Linked DNA regions of Mus musculus: region 1 is linked to region 2. A link is a contact called in public HiChIP or PLAC-seq data. All regions are on one chromosome and are shown on one strand. The core of a region is the stretch at or near the end of the contact, and the rest is flanking DNA. Distances in the headings are between cores, read along the strand shown.

Region 1 (4,007 bases), core at 1,149-3,648, 1.5 Mb after region 2:
CACTGGCATAACCTGTGAGTCAGACACAAGGCCTTTCCTCCTTTCCGTGGACGCAGGAACTCAAGCAGAAGCAAGCCCCAGCCAACAGTTTTAAAGACACAACTGGATATCTGGCTACCGCTCTCCCATCACCTTATAAATGAAACTATCCACCTTTACACAGCAAAGATCTCTGTGCAAAAACTCAACTCAGAACCTCCACAGGATGATTCAGAAGCAACTCCCAGTTCATCACTGAAGAGAAACCCAACGCTGAATCCATGAAGCAAGAGAACATGTAGGTCCACAACAGTCCTCACTGAAACTCATCGGATAAATACTTTGTATCAAAGAGGTAAGAGACAATGACCTGAGATGACTCGTTTGCTCTGAACGCTATCAGATCTTCCCAAGTTTAGGAGTCAAGGTCTGCATTTTACTTCGGTCTCCAGATGGAAAATGTCAAGTTTAAGGAAGAATCAGGTCAAGGTGATGGCTGAAGTTCTGATTCACAGAGCCAGCCAAGGAGCAGCACACAGAGATGCATCATGGGCTCCCGTGAACAGCAGAAGCAACATCCCGCCTCCCCTTCAAAGCCAGTCTGAAAGGGATGTGGCTCGCAGCAAGCAAACCACCCAGATTCCCCCACCACAGGGGAAGGAAGCACACTGGCAATAGTGAGCCTCACTGCTCTACACAAGCTTAGATAATATGAAAGGATTGTATAAAATCGTTATACAGTTTTTTTTTTTTTTTCTTTTCGGGAGGGGTATTGCTGGGAATTAAACCCAGGACTTCCATATGTTAGACAAGTGCTCTGAATGGGCTTATTCTAGCAATGAACAGTAGGCAAGGTTTTATTTAATACAGTTTGAAGATTCCAAATTTACAAATGCTAATGCCCTGTGTAAGCAGATCTATACCTTCACATAGTGCAACATATCCTGTAAGTAAAAACCCAGTTCCAGGCCTGCCATTTATCAAATATGAGACTCATGCCATAAAATTCACTTTCAATCAACATACCTACTTTCCTTCCTTCCTCCCTCCCTTCCTCCCTTCCTTCCTTCCTTCCTTCCTCCCTTCCGTCCGTCCATCCGTCCGTCCTTCCTTCCTCTGTAAAACGCTATCATTAGATGTTCATTACCTGACAGGGTCTGAACATAAATGACAAGGAGTATGCAAACTTGGCACTGTGTCTTGTGCAGGTGGTGAGCTTGTAACAGCACAACAATGTTTCTCCTTGTTGTCATGAGGAGCTGTCACCCCAGGTCTGGGAAATACCCTCATGAGAAAGTGCCTGCTGCACAGCCTTGAGGACATGTGTTTGCATCCCTAGCACCACGTAAAATCCAGACACAGCATTATGCATGAATAACCCCAGCACGGGAATATGGGGAACACAGGAGGAGTTTGGGAGCTCGCTGGTCAATCAACCTCATCAATCAGGCACACTCTGGGTTTAGTGGGAAACCCTGTCTCAAAAATGAATAAATAAGGTGTAGACACTTAATGTCCTAGTCTTCACATGTGTGGGTGTGAGCATGTATGTACGTACACACACACACACACACACACACACACATACACACACACACACACACACACACGGAGGATAAAATTTTTTTAAATGTGGGGGCAGCAGTGAGGGCTCAAAGGAAGGTAAAGAATGCTTTCTGTGGGATCCAAGTTCAATTCCCAGCGCAGACATCAGGTTGCTTACAACCACACTCCAGCCCTAAGGCATCCAACTCTCTATTCACACACACACACACACACACACACACACACACACACACACACACACACATAACATTTTAAAAGAAATATTTACTCTCATTTCTGTGCATTAGGCTGGAACACTCACGGGAATACTGTCATGCCCTTCCCTCCTTCTGAGACACTGAGCGTCATCCACAAGATGAAGGGATGAGGCCTCTTAACTGCATGTACTCAGTGGGAAAAGGCAGGAGCTTAGAAAACCTATTCTAGAACAGAAATGCATTACAGGTTGAATGGTGTAATGTCCAGAATATTTATGTAGACGTGCTAAAACCTCCACATCACAATGTTATCTTACTTAGATTAAGAGGTAGATTTAAGGAAAAAAAGAAGGAAAAGAAAGCCTACATGTTATTGTAGTTTAAAATGAGGTCAATGGAATTGGCCCTAATCCAATACAACTGGCCCTAATCTAATATGTATCCTTATAAAACCTAGGAATGTGGACACATACATGCACACAGAGAGAAAATAAAGCAAAGACGAAGTCTAGAATTGGGGTAACATGGCCACAAGCCCAAGTTCCCAGTAAACACCTAGAATCCTGGAGAGGCATGCAACAGGCTCTCCCACACAGGCCTCTGCACACCAGCCCTACCACAGTTCCAGCCTCTGGACCCAAGAGACAATAAATTCCTGTTGTTTAGGCCACCCAGCTTGTAGCGCCTTGTTATGGCACCTGGCCAATTAACACAAGGTGAGATCAGGCAGCAAGCCGATTCTCTGTTTCAAAAGGGCTGACAAGACCTGGAAAGTATGCAGCCTGAGAAGAGCCTACCCAAGTCCTCTCGGGTCTCCTGTCTCCACCCAACGGTCTCTTCTCTCATACCTTTTAAAGCTACATGTCTACAAAGAGATTAGCTTGAGACTGGCCAAGGCCTGTATAGCTACAGAGTGCAGTTTTAAATACTCCCGGCGTGTGCACACGTTCATACAATGAATGACTCAGGCATCTGTAAGGACTTATTATAAATGACTAAAAACTCCTTGGGAAAAAAAAAAAAAAACACCTTGGCAGCGATGTCAGTTTTCGACCTTCATGTGAACCATTATCTCAACAGGCAACAGATTCGGATCCTGACTGAGCAGGATATGTCTGGTTCCTCAAGATTCAGGGGGTGTGGGCATTTCCTTGGCTCAAGGCTGCAGTCTCCGGGAGCTGCTACATCAAGGTATGCCATCTACTTAGTCTTTTCCAATGCAGTCCCTTTAAACTGGCTGCTCTGATTTTTCTCCACGCTATGTCCGCTGCGAGTTCCTAAGTCTAACAGAACACATACCTGGGAATAAAACTTTCACAAAAGCAAACGCACACCCACAGAGTAAGGGCTAACTCACTCGGCCACTTCTCAAGGCTTGTTCCAAAGGTCTTTCAATCCCATGTCCCATCCTCATAGCCACACCCCAAGTTGGGATGCTTGTCCGGGTTCCTCCAGCCTTACTGTGTCTACTGTCAAGGGCAAATGTTAAGATCCCACATGCTGAGCCTCGGCTCCCCCACAGCCCCAGCTTCATCATTTCCACACATGCCAATCCCCTTGGTTGAAATGCCACCTTTCCAGAGCTCCCAAAACTCTCCGACTCACAGTGTCCCAGAGCATCTGCCACCAGGCTTCCCAGCCTGAGAGTCAGTCCCCACAGCTAGCCCTGGTTTTCTGGCAGAGCCAGCTAGACTCACCTCGAAGGCCCATTTGGCATCCGTGCTCTATGTTTGCTTTGTCCTGAGTATTTGAGGCTCATGTTGACCACTCTCTTCCTCCCTAGGCTCGTCAGCTTCTTGGAGTGGGGGTTGGGGATGTGGGAGACAGATTCCCGGCATAGCCAAGGCTAGCCTTGAACTCCCCAGTCCTAGGTTTATCACAGCCAAGGCTGGCCTTCAACTCCCAGTCCTCTTGCTTCCACTTTCCTTGTGTTGGCCAGGTTTGTACCATCACACTCTTGTTTTCAGACAAAAACAAAACAAACAACCCTCCCCCCTGTAAAAAAAAAAAAACCTCTACAGTTTGCATTACTTGTGTGTCTGCCTCTCTAGTGACTTGCTCATGTGTAAGGAAGTCCCAAATGAAGTTACTACTACACACTGAAAAATAGCTTCTACTACAAAAGCACCGCCTTGGCCTCCATAGAGTATAGCATCCCAAGTATAGGTAGGAGTCTGTCTAACCACAGCCTACAGCGTCATACTGAATCCCCAGAGCTTACAAATAAGCCTGCCCTAGTCAGGGACCCAAACTGAAGCAGCTTCC
Region 2 (3,781 bases), core at 724-3,223:
CCATGTGGATGAAACCCAGACCTTTTGGACCATAGCTGCTATGGTTTCTGTCTGTGCAGACTCTTCTTCTGGAGTAGGAAACCCCTTTAGTGGCACTCATAATTCAGACTATTTCAAATTATTTTGCATTTTCACAGAATCTTCAGTGGAGGGATTTTTGTCTTCAGATCTTCTTTCCGAGTTCCTCTAACTTTATAGTGTGCATTCTTTTCTTTACCAAACCCAGTCCATTTCTTTGTAATCTCTCACTGTGGAACTGAATAAAAGCAGTGAGCCGTTGCCATGACATAACTTGAATGCTATGCTGTCTTGAAATTTCCACCATCAAAGAAATTAGTCCACATGGATTCTCAGCAGCTATGATTATGTGTAAAAGATCAAACGGGCCAGAATCCCAGCATGAATGGGAAAGGGGCCATCTAGTCCCACCCATAGCTAGGAGCTATTTTGATAATTCATGGCTGCAGGGATAAGGGTAGTCTGTTTTCTTCAAATATATGGTCCCTGAAAGGTTACAGTACTCCCACAGATACTCCTATTTCCCTATACATACAGGAAGCACTAAGTGTACTCAGTGGGTTTAAAAAAACCAAAACGGATGAAGTTGGGTGGAAAAGTGGAAAGCATAAGGGAGGAATTAGTGTGAAAGAGGGATGGGTTTGATCAAACACATTATATGCACATGTGAAAGGAAGTTATTTATGAAACCACAGTCTTGCCTAAGTTCACATATATTGTGTTTACAGTAAATAAATAAATTAATTAATTAGAGTAGTCCATTACTTTTTAATTCAGTCTTGTCTAGCTTCTCAGGACATGAGCAGAATGCCAGAATGAAGCAAGCATGGCTTCTGTCCCAGATCCTGGTCGTACCCTTGATCACCTCCAAAACTGCATGAGTTGACCCTCCACACCTTTGTTTCACTTGGGCACTTCAGTTTATTGACCTTTTTGAGTTCTGTGGCCTGACACTATTACTGAGGCTATGGTGCTCACAAAAAGGAATCTAGCATGACAGCACTCCAGAAGACCCAACAAGCAGCTGAAAGAGTCAGATGCAGATATTTGCACCCAACCAATGGACAGAAGCAGCTGACCCCCGTTGTTGAATTAGGGAAGGCTGAAAGAAGCTGAGGAGGAGGGCGATCCTGTAGGAGGACCAGCGCTCTCAATTAATTGGGACCCCCAGAGATCTTACAAACACTGGACTACCAAACAGGCAGTATATACCAGCTGATATGAGGCCCCCAACAAACGTACAGCAGAGGACTTCCTGGTCTGTGTTCATTCAGAGATGATGTACTTAACCCTCAGGAGACTGGAGGCCCCAGGGAGTTTAGAGGTCAGGTGGGGTTGGGGGTGGTGTGGGATGTGGAGCAGACAGAGGGTGGATGGGGGCTGGGGGAATAGAATATGGAGTGTAAAAAATAAATTTAAAAAAACCCAACAATATTTACTAACAAAATAAAAATGGAAGTAATATGAAAAGAAGAAATATAAACCTTGACAGATCCTTTGTGAACTCTTTTTATTTTATTTTTTGAGATTTAATCTCTCTCTTATTTCCAGTCACTCCCACTCCCCTTTCTCTCTTTCAAATCATGACTTCTTTTTTTTTTTTTAGTTAATTGTTGTTATGAACATCTGCTGTATGTATGCGTGTAAACATATATGTTCTAAATACAGGCCACTCAGTCTGTATAATGTTATTTGTGTTTAGGTGTTGGATAACCCATTGGTATAGTCTTTCTTCCCTGGGAAGGCCCGCTCTCAGCATTCCTCAGTTGCTTGCAGTTCTTTGTCAAGACCTCTTGGGTGTTCCCCGTCCATATCAGCATGCCTGTTACTGCTGTCCTTGTTCAGCTCATGTTTATGCAGAAGCCTTAGTGAGACTTTGTGGGTGTAGCTTGTGACAAGCCTAGGAGACTCAGTCTCACAGCGACTCACTGATCCTCTGGCAGGGAGGCTCCGGCTCTTACAGTCCTTTGCCCCTGACGCCTAACCCCACAGTGATCCCCACAGTGATCCCCACAGTGATCCCTAAGCCTCAGCCGAGAGAATAGTGTTGTAAACGCATCACTTCAGACTGGGCTCTAAAACTGTGCATTTGATTCATTGTGGTTTCTATTGGGAAGAGAAGGTTCTTTGAGGAGGGTGGGAACTACACTGGTCTGTGGGTAAAAGGCAAATGGTTATTGTCATGTTCATAAGCATCATAGCTGGGTTGGACAGTTGATCACTTCCCTCCTTTGGGAGATATCATGGCATCTTCTGGTACTATGAAAGCTAGTCCTCAAGGATAAGGCTTTCAAATCAGTTCTAGCTCACGGGTTTCTGGGCCCTATGCCTTAAATGTACAGTGTTTTCAGAAATAGAGATTTTAAAGTAATAACAGTAGGCTAGCGCTGACCAACAACTCAATAAAAGGACTTCTCATACCCGTGTTGAGGTTTTTGTTAGATGTTATTTAGCTAGCTCTTGAAATAAACTTGTCAGCCCCGATGGGAGCACTTAATTTAAACTATATATGTTTATTTATACATGCTGTGTCCAAGTTGCAGGAACCTCAAAGACCACTGAGAGACTGACTTCAATGTAAACACATAAGGGTCTTTATTACAAGCTCTAGAGCAAGTTCTCTCATCATCCCTGTTGCAGTAGGTCAGAGTGAGAGCCTTGAGTCTGGGGGTGCAGAGTATTTATTGTAGTTACAGCAAGCTTGGGGAATTTCCATATGGGTCAGCAAATTAATATTTTAAAAACTACATTTCTGGCATAATCTGCAGAAACTGAACAGGTGGACAAAACCACCTGAAAAGCAGAATGGCTAAGTTATCTGTTCTCTCTGGATGTCTTAAGTTATCTATATGAACCTTGACCCTGCTGTTGTAGCCTGACTGGCTATTGCTATGGGGGGTTGCCATAGGAGGCTTACTCAGGAGGACTCTGGTTTTCTTCCTGGAATTGAAGTTTAGCCCCTGGTCTTGCACTAAATGGAGTTTCTTCAAAAATGGAATTGGCTGGGCTTTACATACACACATGTATTATAAACTTTTGAACTGTTAAATAATGCTAGCCATTGTGATATATGAAATAAGCAAACAATGGAGGGAGACATTTAGAAATCCATAGAACAGTGAAGGATGTAAATACAGCTATTTGAATACTTTATTTTATAAGTGCTCTTAATAAATTTTATTCCATGAAAAAAACTTATAATGCTAAATAATTTGAGCTGAAATTAAAATCTGGAACTTGTGTGAACTCTCATTTAAAATGTATGATTTATAGAAATCTAAATATTTTTATTTTACTGTTTTTATAGGAGGTTCGTAAAGTAAATGAGAGCATCAAGTACAACCACCCACTGAGGAAGTGTGTAGACACAATACTTAAAAAGGTAATCATGTTATATTGTTTCCGCTTTTTCTCGTGAAGTACATTTTTATATACTATTGTAAATTAATTTTTCACATAGGAAAGTGTGATTAAAGAATATATGGTTAAGGTTTTCCAGATGGATTTTCATGTAAACTTTACCATAAACAAAAGAGTAGTTTATATATAGATTTTTTTTTCTGTTCTAAGTTTAGTAGTAATTATTGGCAGCATTTTACTTTGAAATGTGAAACATTTGAATATAATTAGAATGCCCTACAATTATTGCCATGGCATAGTGATGTAGGTACATATTCACAGAACCATCGTGTCTTATCATTAATATCAAGCATATCTCCTGTAGGAAAATAAGCTAGGGTCTGAGTAATTGTTTTTAATTAAC

The links. HiChIP or PLAC-seq counts read pairs in DNA pulled down with a chosen protein or histone mark.
Region 1: a contact with region 2 is called in an H3K27ac HiChIP or PLAC-seq map of embryonic stem cells, with 2.6 times the contacts expected there. The contact joins two enhancer-like sites. A contact is called at or near these places in 1 of 115 datasets of contacts at active chromatin or transcription factors (embryonic stem cells) and 1 of 9 other capture datasets (liver).

The regions. Positions count from the first base shown.
Region 1 is chr15:10,683,408-10,687,414 of GRCm38.p6, forward strand. The region is part of intron 2 of Rai14 (retinoic acid induced 14); the gene reads right to left. Among named protein-coding and RNA genes, the nearest start is that of Gm52214, 24 kb to the right of the region's middle. Within about 2 kb of position 2,399, at least 48 of the 459 cell types and tissues checked have an H3K27ac peak or open chromatin away from gene starts, as enhancers often do. A contact at or near this core is called in embryonic stem cells, where this site is marked.
Region 2 is chr15:9,162,463-9,166,243 of GRCm38.p6, forward strand. Lmbrd2 (LMBR1 domain containing 2) reads left to right here. Exons shown (of 18, transcript NM_177178.3): 7 at 3,326-3,400. Among named protein-coding and RNA genes, the nearest start is that of Lmbrd2, 24 kb to the left of the region's middle. Within about 2 kb of position 1,974, at least 14 of the 459 cell types and tissues checked have an H3K27ac peak or open chromatin away from gene starts, as enhancers often do. A contact at or near this core is called in embryonic stem cells, where this site is marked.